Linked DNA regions of Mus musculus: region 1 is linked to region 2. The links are chromatin contacts, called in public promoter capture Hi-C maps. All regions are on one chromosome and are shown on one strand. The core of a region is the stretch at or near the end of the contact, and the rest is flanking DNA. Distances in the headings are between cores, read along the strand shown.

Region 1 (5,900 bases), core at 3,293-5,792, 420 kb after region 2:
ATTATACCTTTCTGATTTTAAAAAAATAATTTGTATTTCTCTTTAGCATTTTAGGATCAACGTAACCTAGCTGCTAGTAAACTTGTAAGCAAAGCGGTCTCTGCCTCAGCTACTTAAGTTTGTCCATCTAGTGTGAAAGCAGCTCAACGCGCAGGCAGGTCTGGACTCCGCAATCACCTCACCTCTTTAGCTGGCTGAATAGTTAAAGTGGACTGGACTTTGCGCATTCCTGCCCCCTTCCCTCAATAACTCTTCTCTTTCCCTCTGAGGCAAGGACAAGATTTCCATCCGAATTGATTGAAATGCTCCTTACACCACAGCTCACACCATACCAGTCTCCCAGCTGTGTCCTTAGACTAGTGGTGAAAGGCATGAGGAAGTTCAACCCCCTCCTGAGACTGAGTTAGAACTTCCTGTCAGTACTATAGTTCAGGTTCCACCACATGGGTGGGGTCTTTATGATATGGAGTCCCTAAACTACTGGAAAAAAAAAAAACTAAAGAGAATGCCAGGGTTCCTGTAAAAGTGTACTTACAATTTTGTTGGTAAGTAGGCTGCAGTGTCGTCCTTACTTCTGATAATGTCATTACATTTATCTAGTGTTTGAAAAACTGTGTAAGTATCCCCAATGCTATAAAGGGCTGCAAGGTTTTTAGCTAACAATTTTCGAGTAGGTGGTCCAGGTGAGCTGCTTATTAATCCAGTTAATTGTTCAACAAGTTTTTTCTGTTTTTCTTTTACATCTGTCTGTTATTAGAAAAGAAAAAGACCATAATTTTTCCTTTGTTACCCTTATTGTTTTCTAGTAAAATAATAAATAATACATATAGTGCTCTAACAATTAAAATCTGTATTCATTAAGCGTAACTCACAAAAGAAAACTTTTACAAAAATGAAAACCTCAGTAAGAAATGATCCAGTCTTTCCTATATTCAATCCTCATTCCCTTCCATGTCTAAGTTAGATTATAACTAAAGTGATAAGTGTATGAGCCTAAAGTTTCCAGACCACCCTAGTAAGTTAAATCACATAGTAGACATATAGATGACTGATTTCTAAGATTTCCCCTATCAAAGCAGATGCACTTGTCCATAGAGTTATGGGTTAGCAAAAGAAACCAGAGAAAATTTGAAGAGATATAAGCAACAGAACATAATTCCAAGATTTATGCATAGTCAATATCTAGTCAATATCACCCATTTACTTAAGAAATACCATGCAGTTCCTACATGCCATGTACCTAAGGCTTTGGGATCAACAGTGCACAAAACAGACAAAGTCCTTATCCTCATGACATTTACATTCTGGGTGGGGGGCAGAATATAAGTACGTGAGCGGTATGAGAAAACATCTCTCTCTAAGGTGAAATGGTAGCTAAAAGAACATCCCAGGAGCCGGAACAAGATGTGCAAAGGCTTTGCAGATGAAGTAAGAGTCACACATCTGAGGACAGCGAGGTTAGGTGAGCTGGATGGAGTAAGAGAGAAATAGTCAAAGATGAAGTCATAAGAAAACAGACGATGGTACAGATACACTGAAGAACATGAAATGTATGCCGAGTGACAAGCAGAGAAGGGTTGTATTCTAAATATTCTGCCCAATTCATTTTGACCATTCAAACTATGGATGCTATATATGTACATATATACATACACATACATATATATATATATGTATATATATATATATGCTATGGTGAGCAATTAGAAAACTATTACAATAACCCAGATGAGAGACACTGAAGAGGCAGATGATGGGAAGTAAATGAATTCTAGATATGCTTGTGGGTAACTCTCTTGACAGTTGCTAATCAACATGATATAAGGGAAGGGAATGACTTTAGGGGGTTGGCAAAGGATAGATTTGAAATCAATAAATTGGTTTAAATGCATTAACTCAGAGATGTTTGCATATGTGTGGAAAGGAAAGGAGGGTGGAGGGAGAAAGAGGGAGAAGAGGAAAGGGGGAGAGAGAGAGAGAGAGGGAGAGAGGATATGAATGGATCTCACACTAGCCTTGAATTCATCACATAGCTGGGAATGACTGTGAACTTTCCTTTGGAAGGGAAATAACAAATGCCTAATTACAGAAGATTTAAGAGACAAAAAAAAATCTAGTTAAAGGTTACCAGGGTATCCGTGTCTTTCTATTACTGTCTTTCTAGCAATTAACATGATTTTAACAGGCAGCAGCAACAACAGCACATAGCACGAGTGTACAACGGCCACAACAACAGGAAAAGAACCTGGACGAAACCTGAAAGCCAAGGGGGAAACCTAAAATGGATTCCCAGTCTTTCAGTCAAGAATCAATCTGCACCTAGAAACAGAAGGACTTCCTAGTTGACTGCCCGAGGCTAGACTGGAGTACACCTGTCATGCCCAGCATTTCGGCACTCAGGCAGCTAATGCAGGACGGCTGGATGTTTGAAGCCAGTCTGGGATACACAGTGAGCGGCAGGCCAGCCAGGAATAACTAATAAAACGATCAAAGTAAAATCAAAGCCAAGAAACGAACAAAATCTTCTACCCTCCTTTCCTTCATTCTAGAAGAAAGCTAAAGGCTTGCTTTCTGGGGGGGGGGGGGAGAGACAGGACATCTTTGAACAAGAAGGATCAGGCACAACTGTGGGCTGAGGTCACTGTACTGAAATAGGAATTAAGTGAATGTTTACATAATGAATGTAAAAGTCTTGAGGCTCCCTATCCTGATTCCCACACAATTCCCCACATTCACCTCAGACAACAGAGTAAGAAGACATCTTCTAGGGAACAATTGGCCTAGAGAAGCATACTAGGATGAAGGTCAGGACTAGCTCATTGTGACATTCAGTTTGTAAAATTCACCGTTTCCAGAAAACCTTTTAGGATTCACTCTTACATCTTCTCACTTGAGGAAAGCATCTACTACTAACAAAATAAAGAAAACATGTACAAAACAAGCTTGGATTAAAGAGGCTGTGTAGGAAGTAAAAGGCAAAGAAAAAAAATCTCTTATCACAGAGACCTTTCAGGCACTGATGATTATAAGTGATGTTTTAATCCAGTCACACTGCGCTGCCTAGACAGATATGAAGCATGCAACAAGCAGGACGTAGACAAGGTTTGGGTTTTATTGCTGACTAAGAGAAGGATAAGGTAGAAATTCCCATAGTATAACATCCTCCAATTCCTTAGATGAAAGACTCATAACATTTTCAAAACACAATGCCTTCAATTTTCTTTATATCAACCTATGGTGAGGTGGGCAATGCTTACCTTGTTGGCAGCAACTAGGACTTTATCAAGAAATCTCAACCATTCAAAGATGAACACGGGTCTCTTTGCCTCCGTGATCTGAGCCAAAGCTTCCTCATTTAGCAATAAACTGTGAGCTAGCTCCATTATTGATGTTCTTAATTCACACCTTAAATGAACAGATTCGTTTTTTAAAAAAAGAGTAAAATATATTCTAAGGAATTTTTAATTTATGTGTAGGAGTGTTTTGCCCAAATGTATGTATACACATACATACATACATACATACACACACACACACACACACACACACACACACACACACACACATATATATATATACAGGGTGTTGGCTCCCCCTAGAACTGGAGTTACAGATGGTTGTGAGTCATCTTGTGGGCGCTGGAAATCAAACCCAGGTCCTTGTCAAAAGCAACAAGTATTCTTAATCACGGATTCCTTTCTCCAGCCCTTACATGTAAGGATTTCTTAAATATTAAATGTCAAGTTTCATAAATGCAACCACTAAGCTAGGGAAAGAAAGCGTGGTTTCATTTCTCATTAGAGAACTAACTTTGAAAGGACAATGATTTAAAAGAAAGAAAGAAAGAAAGAAAGAAAGAAAGAAAGAAAGAAAGAAAGAAAGAAAGAAAGAAAGAAAGAAAGAAAGAAAGAAAGAAAGAAAGAAAGAAAGAAAGAAAAAACTGGCGATAAGAATGGAATGAAAGGAAAATGTAAATACTGCAAAAAAGGCACTATTCCGGGGCGGTTGTTTCCCTGTTAGAACACAGGCTATTAACTCATTCTACCCTGAGAACCCCGAAGCACCGAGCTCAGGCGTCTGGGGAGCTTTCTCCGCCACCCGTCCCTCGCCACCGGGACCCAGAAGAGTGACCGTAGGGTTCTGATCGGCGGAGGCGGGCCCCACGGGGACACTGCGGCAGGGGCGCCCGGGACAACCCCTCGCCCCGGGAATGCAGTGCTCCGGGTCTGGATGCACCGGGCCGCTCCGAAGACCCCGACAACTGAGAGTCTGCTGGAAACGCAAACCGGGGTCCCCGGGCCGCCCTGGGATGTCAGCCTCCCGTCGTAGGAGTCCTCGAGCTGTCAACCCCGAGGCTGAGGATCCCCGGCCTCAAAACTCGAATTCCCTCCTCAGCCCTCGGAAAATGTCCTGGGACCCAGGGATGTCACAGCCTGCAGGCTCTGACAGCGCGCGAGACCGCCTCACCTCCTGGTCTAGTCCGAGCCGAGCAGCCAAGCTCCGCTCTGCCGAGGGACCCGGATGCCCCGCCTCCCAAACTCCGGCCCTCAGGAAGCCGGGAGACGACGCATGCGCGAGACACAGGTCCTGCGGACCGGCCCGCCCCCACGTCCTCTTAGCCCCGCCCACCCCAAGTTTCGAAGCGAATCGGCTGTCGGGGACGAGTGGGATGTTTGTGGGTCCTGCGCCAATTGCACGGCGCATGCGCAGCGCGACCTCCGCGGAGCTGGTTCCGGGCAGTAAAGCTCCGGCTTCAGGGTGTGCGGGCGCTCAGGAGAATGACAGAGGTCGGTGCAAGTTGGCTGTGACTGCCTATCACAGCGTCAGCTACGCCCCATCCGTAAGTGGTCGTTTTGGTGGGAGGGTGCAGGAGGGAGGAGAGCGGGAGGGAAGAAAGAGCCTGCGATGCCCGAGGCACCCACAGGAGAGTTAGCCCAGCTCTGTGTGTTCTGTAGCTCTGCTTCAAACTCGGTGCTCAATACTGAAATACGCTAGCAGCACCTATAATCGTCCTGTTGAGAAAGTGGTTGCTCCATTATTTCGGAACAGGCAAAGCGCTTCACCTAAACTTGCTCTGGCTCTTTGACACACACCACCTCCAACCATCAACAGATGCTGCGTGATTTACCCCCTCAGACCCAGAATCCTGACCACTTCGCTGTTGTGACTCTTAAGTGAGGGGTCAGGCCACCAGCATCCCTACCTGGGTTATCTATCGACTTGTGGAGTTTATTCTTATATTTGAAGGAAGTGGATAATGCTAGTGTATGTTGTCCTCATAGGAGGGGAACCTTCACATTTTAAGACCCAATTCCTTATTCTTTTCTCTCTCTCTCTTTTTCTTTCTTTCCTTCTTCCTTCCTTTTTTTTTTTTTTAAGATTTATTTATTATATAGCGTTCTGCCTGCATGTATGCCTACAGGCCCAAAGAGGGCACCAGATTTCATTATAAATAGTTATAAAGCCACCATGTAATTGAACTCAGGACCTCTAGAAGAGCAGACAGTTCTTTTAACCTCTGAGCCATCTCTCCAGCCCCCTTATTCCACTTCCTAACATAATGTCCTCACTATTGGTAATTAACTTCCTCAAACCGTATCATTTAATGAATCTACAGTGCCCCCAGCTGTGAAGTTTCAGTGTGATTTTATGTGAAAATTATATGTAAAAGATGGAATAACTATAAAAGGCAGAGCTTTAAAAGTAACATGTAATCCCTTGTACTTTTGTAAGTGTGTGTGTGTGTATTTTTACACAGGTAGATCATACTGTCCTCGAACTGCTGGGTGCTGAAATCACACCAGAGGGCCACCATGTCTGTGGAGTTAAATGCTTCCCTTAAAAATAATCTAGTTTGAATTAGAGATTTAGCTCAGTTATAAAGCACATTCCTTGCTTGT
Region 2 (5,532 bases), core at 2,940-5,439:
TAACAGGAGCGGCTGAGGCTGAGGCTGAGGCTGGGGCATGGGAAGAATGAGGGATCTGCTATGCACAGGCAGGTTACACAGTCAATGCAATCGCCCCGCTTCTCCTTCTCCTGCCCTGCCATAAAACACAGCTGAGACAGAAAAGAAACACCTTATTCAGCTCTACCTGAGTATCAACTCAGACAAACTACACTGAGAAAAATTACAAACCACGGTGAACAAAGACAGCAAACTTCACGATAAAATTCACGTTTGGGTACCAAAATAATAATCAACACAGCAAAATAAATACAGTGTTTTATGAAAAAAAAAACAGCCAAGTTCAATAAGCTGATATTTAATTAAAGTAAATGAAGTTACACACCACATATCTGAGTACTTACTGGGAAACTACACTAATGTCATTATTTCTTAAGTTAAATTTTGTGACATGTATCTAGTTGTACATAGTAAGTCATGAAATATTTGTACAAGACTGTCAGTAATCAGGATACAAACAATCCTAGCAAGGGCAAAAATGTAACAATGTAAGTTTAAAACTGGAAAAGCAACATACTTGATTCAATAAACAGATCCTGTGCTTAAGAATAGAAGCTGCCAGAAGTATAACATCCCAAGGGATGTGTAGCTTCCAAACCCAGATCAGCCACACAAAGCGGGGTCTATCCCTCTACAGATCTCCCCTGGGCAGGACTCAGATTGCCTCCCTGTTGGCAAAACCTGCTATCGTCTAGTGTCAAGGAACTAGAGTTGGAGACAAGGTTGTCTGTCTACTTGCTGAGTTTGGCCATCATGGGCCCCAACTTTTCAAATACTAACATGTAAATGAATGACAAGAAGAAATAAGAAGGGAAAGGACCATGAGTGCTCCTAGGTGTGGTAGAGTGGGGTCACTGTAGATATGTGGGAGAGCATAGGCAGGGGCAGAGGCAGAGACATCGGGGAGACTACAGAGACATCATGACCCTGAGCTGGGCCATGTCATGGGGGGGGGGGGGGGCCGGCGGAGAGACAGAGGACCAGCTGCAGCAGCCAGATGGCCCAAAGGTCCAAAGAGAGCAGGTAACCAAAATGGTTGGGTTATACAGGGAAGAGCAGCCTCATCTCCTGGGCTGGAGAGTTCAGGGTTAGGGGCAGGGTATGCCAGCCATGAGGGTTCTATAATGGACTGAGGGACACAGGGAAAGCCTGGCAGCCAGTGTCTACTTTGGTATCTTAATGGTCACCTCAGCCTTTTGTCCCAGGTTGGAAACCTGACATTGACTACATACCTAACACTGGCCAAGGTCACAGAATATTCTAATAGGTGAGGAGTCCCAGGTTTGAAAGGGTTTTATCTGTTGGTCACATCCTTCTTAAAAGAGGCCAGAAGATAAAGACAGTGGAGTAGCTCTCCCAGAAGGAGTAGCTGTGGGTTCCAGAGTCCAAGAAAAAAAAGAGAACAACAAGCAAGCCTCTCTCTGCCGTCATCTTTATCATAAGATATTACAACCTGTCATAAATAGCTGCTAAGAGAGCTCCCTATGGAGTCAAAGTCCCAGGGACAGTGGCTCTCCTAGAGCAGATAAGTACAATCCATACGGACAGAAACTGAAACCAAAACTCAAGGGAGTCAAGTAAAAGACCCAAGTCATGGCAGCAAATGGGCAAAGGGGTTCTCTAACCACTGAAACAGGTTACAGTTGACCCCACAAAGCAAATGTATACAAGAGAGAGGACACAGAAGAAGTGAGCCCTAGCTCTCTGAAAAGATCGTTTACACATTCCCAATTCAGGAGACATGCACTCTCCCCAACACACCACCTACTAAAAACCACTGTCAAGGGCAACTTGGGCTACAAACGAAGGGGAAAGGCTAGAATACTTGCCTAGCATGCATGTGCCCTGGGGTTAAGTCCCAACACCACAGAAAACTGGGTGTGTTAGTGTACACCTTTAATCTCACCACGCAAGAGACCAAGGCAGAAAGATGGAGGTTCAAGGTCATCCTCACTACAAAATGAGTTTGAGGCTAGCCTGAGCTACATGAGACTCCAAATGGAGGGAAAAGGGTAATAAAATAAAACCAGGCTTAGCAGCTTATGCATATAATTTTAGCACAAGAAGGGCAGCAGGAAGACCAGGAGTTCAAGGTCAGCCTGAACTGCAAAGCAAGTTCAAGGCCAGCATGGGCTGCAAGACACAAAACAGGAAAAGCAACAAAATAGTTTAGATTTTACAGCCACCTAACTCTGAAGCACAGGCTAAAATAAACTTTCCAGAAAGTCCAGCTGAACCCAAAATAGGTCTTCTCTAAGAATCCTGGTACAAGCTACACTCACTCATCTGTTTTAAGTAAAGTACTCATAAATATAAATTTAAAAATCCTGAATGTGCAGTAAGTCTCAATAATTCAAGTCTATAAATCTACATAGAGGAAGCCATCTGCTCTTTGGGGAAAATCTACAAAAGTCACCTTTTGCTGTGCACCGCATGCTTATCTCTGCATTTAAACTCCCACCATACACTTATACCTCCACTGCCCTTGAGGAGAACATGGCTAGTCACCCATGTTAGCATAGGTCCTCTCTCTCTGCTCTCTCTTGGTAAATTTCCTAATTCCTTGAGAAATTAAAACTCTTTAATGCCATGAATCTTATCATAGTTCAAGAATTCCTCCCATGGTTTTGGTGCCTAAAGATACCGGGCATCAAGCAAGACCAATGACCCCGGAGACCTGGGATCTGTAAAAAAAAAAAAAAAAAAAAAAGAGAGAGAGAGAGAGAGAGAGAGAGAGAGAGAAGCTGACTGTACAAGTGGTCTGACTCCAAGGATGCGTCTGACAGGCTTGCTTTACCCGTCCACAATCACACAAGTACTCACACAAAATTATTAAGATGTAATAAAAAATGCTGTTGTTTCAATTCTCCTCACTAACATGTAGTGTCTCCGGCCACCATTGTGTTCCCAATGTTCTGGAAACGGGTCCTACCCATCACCTTCCAAGAGGGCCAGTACTCTTAGGGTCTCCACTCACCCTGCAAACAAAACACTCGAGCTCACTGGCTCGCACCATTCTTTTGGCTAGATTTTCACGAAAAGATGCGGTACATAATTACAACTCTCGTGTAAACAAACAATAATTGGGTTTAAAAGTGTCTGAATAAAGCGCTTTCATCAACCCCTGTGAATGTCATCACACTGAAGCTAATCACAGAGAAAACGGGAGCCATTGCTGCTGTGCACTGGTCTTCTGGATACACTATTAGATATCATTAGTAAGGGCTACCATTTACTTTTTGCCTCTGTGACAGTTTGTTCTTGTGGGCCCAAGAGACTTCTATAACTTCAATGGTAACTCACACCTCTGCACTCTGCCTAACTCCCAGATCTCCATCAAGGATTCAGTTAGCGGCTATAAAGTCTTCATTCGGACATCCCCTTTGAAATCTCCCGTATCCGGTACAAATACCTATCAAAGTACTCATTACACTCGGAAAACATGTGCTTAACCAACCTATGTCCCATCCCACTTTGTGTCCTACTTGAGAGGAGCAATGCCCACTTCGGCATCCCCAGTGCCAGGCCCCATGACAGGGGCTTTAAGAAAAGCGAGTTGAATGAATGAACTGAGCCACACGTGCCCCAGGAGGCAGGGTCTCCACAAGGAAGCACACAGGGGTCTGCAGGAGGGTTCAAGGGGAAGGAAGGCAGGGCAACAGCGGGCATTTAAACTCCAGGGCCAGGCCGGCAGCCCCGGGGCGGGGCTCAGAGCGACCGAGGAAGAAGGAGGGCGCGGGGCGGGGCCTGTGGGGACTCCCGGCTGCGGCGGGGGCAGGGCGAGGTTGGGGCCGCTCCCGCCCGCCCGCCCGCTCCGGGGCCCGCACTCACTCGTCCCCTTGCAGGAGGCTGCACTCCGTGATGGGCCGCACGGCCGCCCGTGGGGGCTCGGCCTCCGACGTGGGGCGGAAGCACAGGCTCAGCTTCTCCTCCAGGCTGGAAGCCAGCGCCGGGAAGCTGTCGCCGCCCGCGTGTGCCCCCGCGCCAGCCTCCGGGCTCGCGTTACAGTTCTCCTGTTCCTGGACACTCCCGGCCGGCTCCTGGAACTCATAGAAATCCTGCCAGTCCCCGTCAGCCGCCATCGCGCCCGCTGCCGGCGCCCCGCCCCGGTCAGACAGCCACGCCCTGTCGCTTCCAGGCCACGCCCCAACGGTGCCCGCCCACTTGAGGCCACGCCCCTTGTCCTCCAGCTCTTGGTTGAGCGGAGACCCAAGCTGACTTTAAAGTCTTCCCTTCCTGAGTCTTCTGGAAGACCTTAACCGAGTTGAGTCACTTCCGATGTTCTTGAGCATTTAGAAACAACTTCCCTCAGTGTCCCTGTCTAAAAGTGGCTAAAAGGAAGACTTCTTTAAACCTACTTACTGTCAGATTTTTGCCCCATAGGAACATTTCTAACACTCCATCTAGATTGACAAGATTTACTGGGAAATGTTTGCTTGGTACCAAAATCCATTCCACAAATACATCTCTCCCATGTGCAAAACGCATGCTTGCTAATAATTATGTGAGTGAATATGCTCAAAGTACTTAGAAAATGCCTCAACAATAAATACTCACCTGCTTGCTATGCATGGTCACTTCTTCATTACTGTAGCCCGACCTTTAAAATTTAATGAAAATTAAATCTTGTAAAAGCATGGCTGAGGTATGGAAAGCTTTCTTTTCATAGACCTAGCTTCTTATTTGTTTGTTTATTTGCAAAATAAAATTATCCATGAAGGTAAAGAGCAGTGATTGTTGTATGCCATATACACTGTACCCTGAAGATGGCTAGGATTATAGTTTTATCACATGCATTTAACTACAACAAAAATCAAGGAAAGTAGGCAGATGCAGTAAATGCCCAATAATAGACAGAATCATTATTCCTTCAAATGTGTCATTCAGGTGGGTGAAACATCTTTCAATAATATATTATAAAATGTTATAAAACAGAGGAGCAATGCAGCTGGGGAAGAGGGGGAAGGGGGTAACTGGGAGGAGTTGAGGGAGGGGGAACTGCAGTCAAAGGGATTGTATGAGAGAAAAGTACATTTTAAAAGGGAATATATATGTATATATATATATATATACATATATAGTGTCTACTCAGGAATTGTATAAAAATTTATTGGGCAACTCAATCCAGTGAGCTCGTTTTATATATAATTAAATACAAAATGCCCAATGAATTTCCTTGCAAACAATACCTGCCCCTCCTTGGGTAAAAGGAAGTGTTAAGTGGTAGAATGTAAGAAGACATTCAACAGGAGACCCATTTCTGCCATGTTGTGGTACCATGCTCTTCCACCCAGCCTTTCTCTAGACTCTTTGACTCAGCCTTTCTTAGAAACTACCCAGTTTCAAGTTTCTGTTCCCTCGCCCCTTCACTCAGTATGTCCTGTCAGCACTTCTTCTCCTTCCTGACAGGCTGCTCCCTTCAGCTAACTTCTAGCTTGAACCAAAGCACCAGCTTCGGGTTTACACAGTCCATCACCAGGGGCCCCCTGAGGA

What was found. Promoter capture Hi-C pulls out the DNA fragments that hold promoters and counts their contacts.
Region 1: a promoter capture Hi-C map of pre-B cells shows a contact between it and region 2, with 5 times the contacts expected there. The contact joins the promoter of Heatr5b here to the promoter of Fez2 in region 2. A contact is called at or near these places in 3 of 39 promoter capture datasets (erythroid cells, liver and pre-B cells), 2 of 484 Hi-C or Micro-C datasets (CD4 T cells and regulatory T cells) and 2 of 115 datasets of contacts at active chromatin or transcription factors (embryonic stem cells and pancreatic cancer cells).

The regions. Positions count from the first base shown.
Region 1 is chr17:78,830,839-78,836,738 of GRCm38.p6, forward strand. It overlaps Heatr5b (HEAT repeat containing 5B), which reads right to left and starts at 4,543. Exons shown (of 36, transcript NM_001081179.1): 1 at 4,468-4,543; 2 at 3,258-3,405; 3 at 536-747. The coding sequence starts at 3,383. It overlaps Gpatch11 (G patch domain containing 11), which reads left to right and starts at 4,678. Exons shown (of 10, transcript NM_181649.6): 1 at 4,678-4,840.
Region 2 is chr17:78,413,963-78,419,494 of GRCm38.p6, forward strand. Fez2 (fasciculation and elongation protein zeta 2 (zygin II)) reads right to left here and starts at 4,190. Exons shown (of 8, transcript NM_199448.3): 1 at 3,871-4,190. The coding sequence starts at 4,121.